3 separate regions of the Mus musculus genome follow, and all the other regions are linked to region 2. The links are chromatin contacts, called in public promoter capture Hi-C maps. All regions are on one chromosome and are shown on one strand. Each heading gives the region's core, a stretch centred on a gene start, on an enhancer-like site or on the middle of the called end of the contact. The rest is flanking DNA. Distances are from core to core; before and after follow the strand shown. Region 1 holds the start of Med27 (mediator complex subunit 27). Region 2 holds the start of Col5a1 (collagen, type V, alpha 1). Region 3 holds the start of 6530402F18Rik (RIKEN cDNA 6530402F18 gene).

Region 1 (2,700 bases), core at 38-2,537, 1.5 Mb before region 2:
TTCCAGGACAGCCAGGGCTATACAGAGAAACCCTGTCTGGGGGGGGGGGGGAGACCTCAAGTCCTTCCATTCTAATTTCTAAGACAGGAAGAAAACACAAGTTCAGGCACAGAAGACATGCCTACTAAACTGTGTGTGGTGGCACACACCTTTAATCCCAGCAGATTAATCCAGAGAGGCAGAGGCAGGAGGATCTCTTGTGAGTTTGAGGCCATCCTGGTCTACAAATTGAATTCCAGGACAACCAAGACTGTTACCCTGAGAATCCCTGTCTCAAAATCCAAAGTGCCTTCTATGCATGGCATCTGAGTAATGTCTTCTCAGCAAACTCTTAATACACTAATGATGTAAAAGGAGTCCCGTGAGGGAAATATGTAATCCCCAATTATTAGGGGTTAACCTGCTCAAACATTCCTTTCCCGTTGTAGTGAACTGAGTCCTCTGAAACTGAACCTAAATAAATTCTTCCTCTTAAACATCCTAATAGATGTAAGACTGTATCTCTCGAGAAAAGAGCTAAACAAAAGGAATGATGGTGACTGGCAGTGAGGAGCAGGTGGCTTCGGAGGGGAAATGGAAAGAGGCAAAGGTAACGGAGGTAGTCTGAGAATGAGGTGAGGTGGAACTGATGAATTCTAGGCTCTGAGGATGGGAACTGGAGCTCATCGGATCGAGAGGTACGTAATTGGGCCTGGGACAGTGTTGATGGGGAGACTGGCCCGATGTGATGGAGCCCAAGGAAAAGGTCTGATAAGATCGACGAGGTGGAAGTTCCTGAGAAGAGGTTTCCTCATCAGATAGGACCACTACAGCGGGAACCGAGGACCACAGATGACAACCAGGACGAAATGGCCAACAGAATGAATACTAGGTAACGGGACGGGAGACAAGGAGTCCCTGAGAGGCTGACTAGGACCGGGAGATGAGCGAAAGTGACAGCGGACTGTGAATAAAGGAGAGAGGCCCGTGACTGGGCAGACTGGCGCGGGATCCGGGCGGGACAGGTGCCAGAAGGGTCCTCAACCCCGATCCTTTCAGCCAGTACCTACTTGAGGTCCCGGTTGACGGAATGCAAGTTGTCCTGGAAGTTCGCGATGAAGGCCTTCTCGCGGCCCTCCAGCGTCTCTTTGTTGCGCATGCCATCCTTAAGGCAGTCGAAGACCCTACTCACGCTAGAGCGTAGCGCCTGGATGGCGCTAATAGCCTGCGAAAAGGCCTCCAGGTTCACACCAACGCTCAGCACGTCCGCCATGTTGCAGCTGTCACAGCCGGCTTTCCAGAGTCCACAGCCTGAGCGGCGCGCGGCGCTTCGTGATGACGTTGTCCTAGGAGGGTATTGGGATGTGTAGTTTGCGACGTGGCTCCCATCCAGGAAGCTCTAGCGAACTTGGAAAAACAGCGCCAGTCTGACTGAATGAGAGAGTTGACCACAAGTTATGATCTCCATCTAGGGAAGTCATTTTGTCCTCTCCTTTTGCTTAATAGTGAATGACAAAGAAATGCAGAAGCCCACTGTGTATCTCCAAAATTTGAACAGTCACATAGGAATTTCTCAAAACAATAAAATGTCCCCAGAGTACATGAATGAGTCCATATTCATAAATAAAGGGGAAGAACTCTCTTACCTGTAGTAAAATGCCAACACATAAATGAAGGCAGAGTGATACAAGAAAACTGCCACTTGGCAGCCTAAATAATTGGTTAAGGTATGAATCAATTGATGTTTTTTCGAAACAGCAAGGTATTCTATATAGTTTCAAAACGTTTTTCTTTATGAAACTTAAAAGGAAATAGAAAACATTTGGGCTACATGAGGACCTGTGTCCAAAAAGTAAATTAACAATAATAATAATAATAGAAATTATGGTATGTGTCCAAAAGAATTGAAAGCAGTGTCTAAATGAGATGTTTGTACTTCCATATCCACCGCAACCTCATTCACTATAGTCAAGTGTGAAAGGAGCCAGATATCTACCAACGTATAAGCAAATAAGCAAAATGTGATTATATATGATACAAATTGATATATACTGTGACATCAAAATGGACAATATACCTTTCAAGTTAATGGAAGATCAAAACAGGGAAAATAGACCTTGCAGCTTAGGGGATCTGTTTGCAGTTAAGACAGTTAAGAATAAGTTCCTCTGTCCTGTGCAGGCTAAAGTTTCTGTTTGTAATTAAAGAATAAGTTCTATTTGCCTCATGTTAAGTCCTTGCAAGTTAGGGTTTTTATTTGTAATTAAGAATAAGTTCCTGGGACTAGAGAGATGGCTCAACGATTAAGAGCACTGACTGCTCTTTCAGAGGTCCTAAGTTCAATTCCCAGCAACCACATGGTGGCTCACAACCATCTGCAGTGGGATCAGATGCCCTCTTCTGGTGCATCTGAAGTCAGCTACAGTGTACTCACATACATAAAATAAAAATAAATCTTAAAAGAAAAAAAAAAGAATAAGTTCTTGTTCTTTTTGTTTGGTTTGTTTTTGTTTGGTTTTTCGAGACAGGGTTCCTCTGTGTAGCCCTGACTGCCCTGGAACTCACTCTGTAGACCAGGCTGGCCTTGAACTCAGAAATCCACCTGCCTCTGCCTCCCAAGTGCTGGGATTAAAGGCGTGTGCCACCACTGCCCTGCCAAGTTCTTGTTCTTTAGGTAAGCTGCAAAACACGTTTTCAACCTCTACACTAAACTCGTGACCA
Region 2 (2,700 bases), core at 1-2,500:
CTGCAGATCATCTGAGAAGCTCCCAGCCCAGACTCCAAGGCCCTCTCCAGGCTTCCCGTTCATCCCATCTTTGGGCAGAAAGCCCAAGAAAACTACCTCTAAGGGGTTTGGAGGTTTGACGGCTAGGAGTAGGGCTGGCCTACCTCACAGGGCTCCCCAGTGCCCCTGAAGACTTGTCAGGGACTACAGGGAACTCTGTCCCCTGGGAATTGCAGAAACTTAGCTCAGACAAGCAAGAGGGTGTGTACAGAGGGAAGTCCATAGCTGGGGTTTCAAACTTCTGGGATCCCCCTCCACCCCTAGGCGTCCCTGAGGAACTGAATGGCCTTGACTCTAGGGGGCGGCCCTTTCCAGCTTTCAGAAGGAAAGTTTCTGCTTAAGGGCTGCGTGGGATGCAGCGGGTCGCCTGTGATGTGGGACAGAAAATGCGAGGTTTGGGGACAAAAGTGTGAGCACCTCTGCTGGGATCTAACACGAGGCAGATTCTTCCTTGACTCGACCAACAGCCCCACCCAGCAGGCCCGTTTGAGGAGGGGGCGGTACGCCGCGGGGATGGAGTTGGCCCGGCTCCCTCTCCTGGGCCCCCAACGAATGGTATTCGTTGTCTTGCCCGGTGCATTCCACAGGCCAAGGAGGAAAGTTCTGCAGGCTCGGAGGAGGCCGGCGGCGAAGGAGCCCGAGATGACAGCGGCGCGGAGGTTCTGCGCACCTCTTACAGTCCCCGAGGTCCGGTCCCCAGAGCACTCTTACCTGCGCGGCTCGAAGGCGGCGCCCACAGCAGCAGCAGGAACAGGAGTAGCGGCGAAGACAGCAGCAGGGCGCCTGGGCGCGCAGCTTTCCAGCGGGTGTGTACGTCCATGCCGGCGGGGTGCGCGGGCCGGGGAGCGGGAGACGCACACGATGCACGGGGACCAGAGACACGTCCCGGGTGGCGGACGCTAGGGGAGCACGACAACTTCAGGGAGTCATAGGAAGCTCGGCACCCGCCCGATCTCCCCCGCGGCGGTGGCTGTTCTGGAAGAGGCAGCGGGCGCGCTCGCCCACGGCGCAGGGATCGACTGTGGCCCGGGACGGCCGGGACCCCCTCGCTGGCTGCTCGCGCACTCCCTGTCCTCCTCCTTCTAGTCTCGTGGCCTCCTCACCGCTGCTGCCCCGCGACCCGCTCCCCGTGGGCGCTCCGCTGGAGTGAGGTCCTGCGCCAGCCGCGGGGACCAGGAGTGCGGACCTCGCCTTCGGCGCTGAGCACTTTTCCCCCCTTTCCCTCCCTCCCTCGCTGCTGGCAGACAACGCGGAGGCTGTGGATTCCCCCACCCCCCACCGCCCCCAACGCCCGCAGCAAATCAGAGCCCGGCGCCCCGCTCAGCAAGGCCGGTCCCCGCCTCCCACTGGGCGCCGAGGGCGAGGGGGTGGGGATAGCGGGCGAGTCGCGGCGAGGAAGGGGCTGGCCCGGGGCGGGAGCGGACGTGGGACGGGGCCGGCGCCCCCGTTCTTTCTCCCCGCTCTGGGCGGCGGCCTCCAAAACCTGATGGCCCACCCTGATCCTAGATTCTTCCCGCCTCAGGTACCCCGACCTGGCCAGACTCCAAGAACCAACGTTGAGGGACCCCCGAAGTTTGATCGCTGGAATTCAAAAGAGAGATTGCAGTACCACACAGAACTTTCTCTTTAAGGAGGAGTTCCGAGAGCTCCTCTTCTGGGCGGAGACTCAACTTGCAATTCAGCCAGAAGGGGCTCCCTAGACTATGACTGACAGGCCAATACAGCGCTGGGGACCTGCCTTCTACCTCTCCACAGACCAGACTGTCAAGGATGCCCAGAGGGGCCTTAAGTGAACAAGGAGTGACCAAGTTATTAATCAGGTGAAGGTCAGTCTCAGATCCCACCCCACCGCCTTACTGCTGTCCCTAGTGGCCCAACAACTCACAAGGAAAAGGAAGAGCCCCCTTCCAGAGCTGACAGCTGGAAAAGGAGAGGGGCTCCCAGCTCCCCATCTACAGCAGAGGGAGACAGGAGTTCTCCCAGACTTCTCCAGGCCTGGGAGGCCCTGCAAAAGCCTGACTCACTGCCCTGCCCTTCTCCAAGGGCTTCAGGGTTTGTTTAGAAAGAATCAGAGTGAATTAAGAAGGCTTTCAGACACAAAGCTATCGCTCCCTTTGAACACATTGCAGCCTGAAAGAATTTTGTAGTGATGGAGACCGGCCTGGGACATCTCTCTCCGGCTGCATCCTCAGGCTCCCTAGTTTCTCATTATTCTCCAAACAAGAGGAGAGTGGCAGTCAGGGTGCAGAGGCATTCATGGGATAGAGGCAGTCAGAGGGCAGAGGCAGTCAAGGGGCAAAGGCAGTCAGAGGGCAGAGGCAGTCAGGGGATAGAGGCAGTCAGGGGGCAAAGGCAGTCAGAGGAGTTGCTGGGATGGCCATGCTCTGGTTCTTGAATCTGAATGGGGGTGGCTAGTACTGACTTAATTCAAGCTTTGCTTAAGTGTGGAATGTACCTTATAGGGAACATCAGACAGTACACAGAATAGAGGAGGAAAGCTGGGGATGCAGCTCAGAGGCTGTGCACAAAGGTCCTAAATTCTATCCAGAGTACAGAGAGGGCAGAGGGAAACAAGCTTGAGTGGACATGCAGACAGACAGACAGACTCAGTCACAGTACAGTAAGAGTTAAAAGCCAGCTTGTACTTGTTATGGAATAATT
Region 3 (2,700 bases), core at 43-2,542, 1.4 Mb before region 2:
ACTCTATAAATTGTTTGTTATTATTATCATCATCATTATTACCAATGACAATCTTTAATTCTTCATTTCCTGCTTGCTTTGTCACAAAATTCCAAATGTTATAACCAACAGAACAACCCTCTGTTAAGATTTAGGGGGAGATGTTGGGAGTAGGGAAGGGTTAAAGTGGGTGTGAGTGGAGGCAGTGGGGTGGGGGCTGAGGTACAAGCCAACCTAGTGACACCCTCTGTGACCTTGGACCAGTCTCTCTCTCTCTCTCCCTCTCCCTCTCTCTCTCTCTCTCTCCCTCTCTCTCTCTCTCTCTCTCTCTCTCTCTCCCCCCACCCCACCCCCTCTAGGTCCTTTGTTCTTGATGCATCCAAATGACATCTCCGTAAATACTGCAGCAAGAACCCACCCAAAGGGGACCAGGAGCACCCCCAAAAGACCCACAAAGCGCCCCTGGGAATACCAGGAAGCACTCTTACAGCCTGCACACAGCCTGGCAGGAAGCCTCCAGGGGGCTGAAGAGAGCACAGGGCTGTCCTAGGGCAGTCAACTCAGTGGCCTCTGCCCGGCATCTGCTGGAGTCCTCCCACGTGGTCCTCCCAGGCCTGCCCCAGGAAGGCAGAGAGCTCCTTAGCAAAGGCCCTCCTGCCCCCCTACTCTGCGCTCCCTGCAGAGCTGGCTTGGCTTCTCCGTCAAAAGCAGGGCCCATCAGGCTGGAGGCGGCGATGTGTCAGCTGGTATTCATGCTTTGGTTGTGCGCTCAGAGCGCTCCCCCTCCCCAGCTCCCCAAATCCACCCACCCACCCCTTTACCCACTGCTCAGGGCCTTCTGGGTGGCAGCGCTTCACACAGAGAGAAAGAGACAGAAACCGAGGAGCAGCAGCCTAGAGCCCTGGCTGTGGGGGGTGGGGGCTGACTCACTTGGCCCCCTCCCTGGTGCCGATGGGGCAGCCCCCACACCCCTGGGCGCTGGCACCGAGTCAGGCCCCACAGTTGGGAAGAAGGGAGATGCAGCTCCGCTGTGCCTGACCCGAGTCCGCTGAGGATGCACCCCGAGCTCAGGGACCGGTTGGTCCTCGGGCCGACAGGCGATGTGTAGGCAGCGACCCCCCACAGCAGGCTCACTCCGGCGGCCGCCTGCTGGGGCCACCCTGGCCGCGGGCCCGCCGGGACACCCCTGTTCGCCGCGCCCCTCCCCGGGCCGAGCTCGTCCCCGGAGCCTCGCAGTATTTCCTTCCTGCACCTTTAAGAAGACCGTTGCTCCGTGGTGGGATGGTGTGTTAAAGCCACACAGAGGAAGTTACGCAGCCCGGATCAGACCGGGAGATAAAAGCCCCGATGGTGACCGTGAGTGATGGCAAGAGGATTTAGCCTCGGCATTAACTTGGAGCGGAGTGCAGGGGGGCGGTGAGGCGCCCCGCCATCTGGCCGGCGCCGCGCCAGGGGGATGTTCAGGCGCCTGGACCAGCAGCGGCGAAGCCCACCCAGGCCAGGGGCTGAGTGGGGCGCGCGTGCAGGTTCTCCCCTGGCTGCCCAGGGGGCCCCAAAAGTTTGCACTTGTTAACAGCGACCTCCCGATCGGCCCGGGAGGGCCATGCAAGCCGCGCGGTTGGCCCCCTTCCCTGGCCCGCGTCTCCGGGACGGCTGCGGGCGGGCCCCCCGGCGGCCCGAGGGTTCCCCAGCCCAGATCTGAGGGTGGCCACCGCAGCGGCGGCGCGGGGCAGGAGTCTCCAGCTCTCAACCCTGCGGCCCGTGCGCCCACCCAGCACCAGCCAGAGGGTGGCGGTCTCCGGCCTCTCGGGGCTCGCTCCGGGAAGCTGCTCCGAGCCCGGGTAAGGCGAGCGGGGAGCGCCGGGGCGGCGGGCGGGGACGGAAGCGCCGCAGTTTCGCCAGGGTGCTTTCATTTTGAAAAGGCTTCGGCGACGGTGCCAGTTCTCCCCGGACCAGGGAGTCACTCGGAGCCTCCTAGCCGAGGTTCGGACGCAAAGTTATCTGGTGGCGGCTGCTACTAAAGGAGGGCTGGAGCCGCGGAAGAGGGGTGTGTGTGCGCGCCGGGTGCAGCATCTTTAAGAAGTAGAGTAGCTAGTCTTCTCTCTGGGCTCCCCGCCACCCAGCTCGTCTTTTTCTATCCGAGCGCCTGTGTGGGGAGGGGATGGGCTGTTGCAATAACGCTGCTTACTCGTGTCTATGAAAAGTAAATTAACCCTTCTCCGCCGGCGCTCCCCTCCCTAATTTAGTCTCCTCTGGGCTCTAAAGGCGCAAGGAGAACTCTTGGCCAGTCAGGTTAGAAACTTCTTTCGGTGCTGTGGAGGGGGTCGGCAGGCGGAGAAGGGGGCTCCACCACCGTGGAGAGTCGCACTCCAGGGAGAGCAAAGACGGGAAGTGGACCTCCAGATCTCGGGTCCGCCCGTTTCGGAGTAAGTTGCGGGTCTTTGCTGGGGGATGGCGGCGACAGGGTCTCCGCGGAGCAGCGCCGGGAAAAAGAATGCGAATAATTCCCTGGAGCTTTGCTCGGTGTCTTTTAATTAAGGGAGGCGATGTCAAATGAGGGGGCAGCCTGGATGCTAGCCTGGCCTTTATTAAAGGCGTGATTATTAATTGCGCCGGTGGTTTGCACCGAACTTCGGAAAGGCAAAACGCAGCGGCGGTTTGTGCTCTATGTGCGGTGCACGCCACTGTCTACGCGCCCGAGCTCAGCGCGGACTCAGCCAG

Evidence for each region. Promoter capture Hi-C pulls out the DNA fragments that hold promoters and counts their contacts.
Region 1: a contact with region 2 is called in a promoter capture Hi-C map of liver, with 2.9 times the contacts expected there. The contact joins the promoter of Med27 here to the promoter of Col5a1 in region 2. A contact is called at or near these places in 1 of 39 promoter capture datasets (liver) and 1 of 115 datasets of contacts at active chromatin or transcription factors (pancreatic cancer cells).
Region 3: a promoter capture Hi-C map of liver shows a contact between it and region 2, with 8 times the contacts expected there. The contact joins the promoter of 6530402F18Rik here to the promoter of Col5a1 in region 2. A contact is called at or near these places in 1 of 39 promoter capture datasets (liver) and 1 of 484 Hi-C or Micro-C datasets (embryonic stem cells).

The regions. Positions count from the first base shown.
Region 1 is chr2:29,345,397-29,348,096 of GRCm38.p6, reverse strand. It overlaps Med27 (mediator complex subunit 27), which reads right to left and starts at 1,287. Exons shown (of 8, transcript NM_026896.5): 1 at 1,050-1,287. The coding sequence starts at 1,252.
Region 2 is chr2:27,884,975-27,887,674 of GRCm38.p6, reverse strand. It overlaps Col5a1 (collagen, type V, alpha 1), which reads right to left and starts at 1,250. Exons shown (of 66, transcript NM_015734.2): 1 at 751-1,250. The coding sequence starts at 859.
Region 3 is chr2:29,251,585-29,254,284 of GRCm38.p6, reverse strand. 6530402F18Rik (RIKEN cDNA 6530402F18 gene) reads left to right here and starts at 1,292. Exons shown (of 2, transcript NR_029460.1): 1 at 1,292-1,820.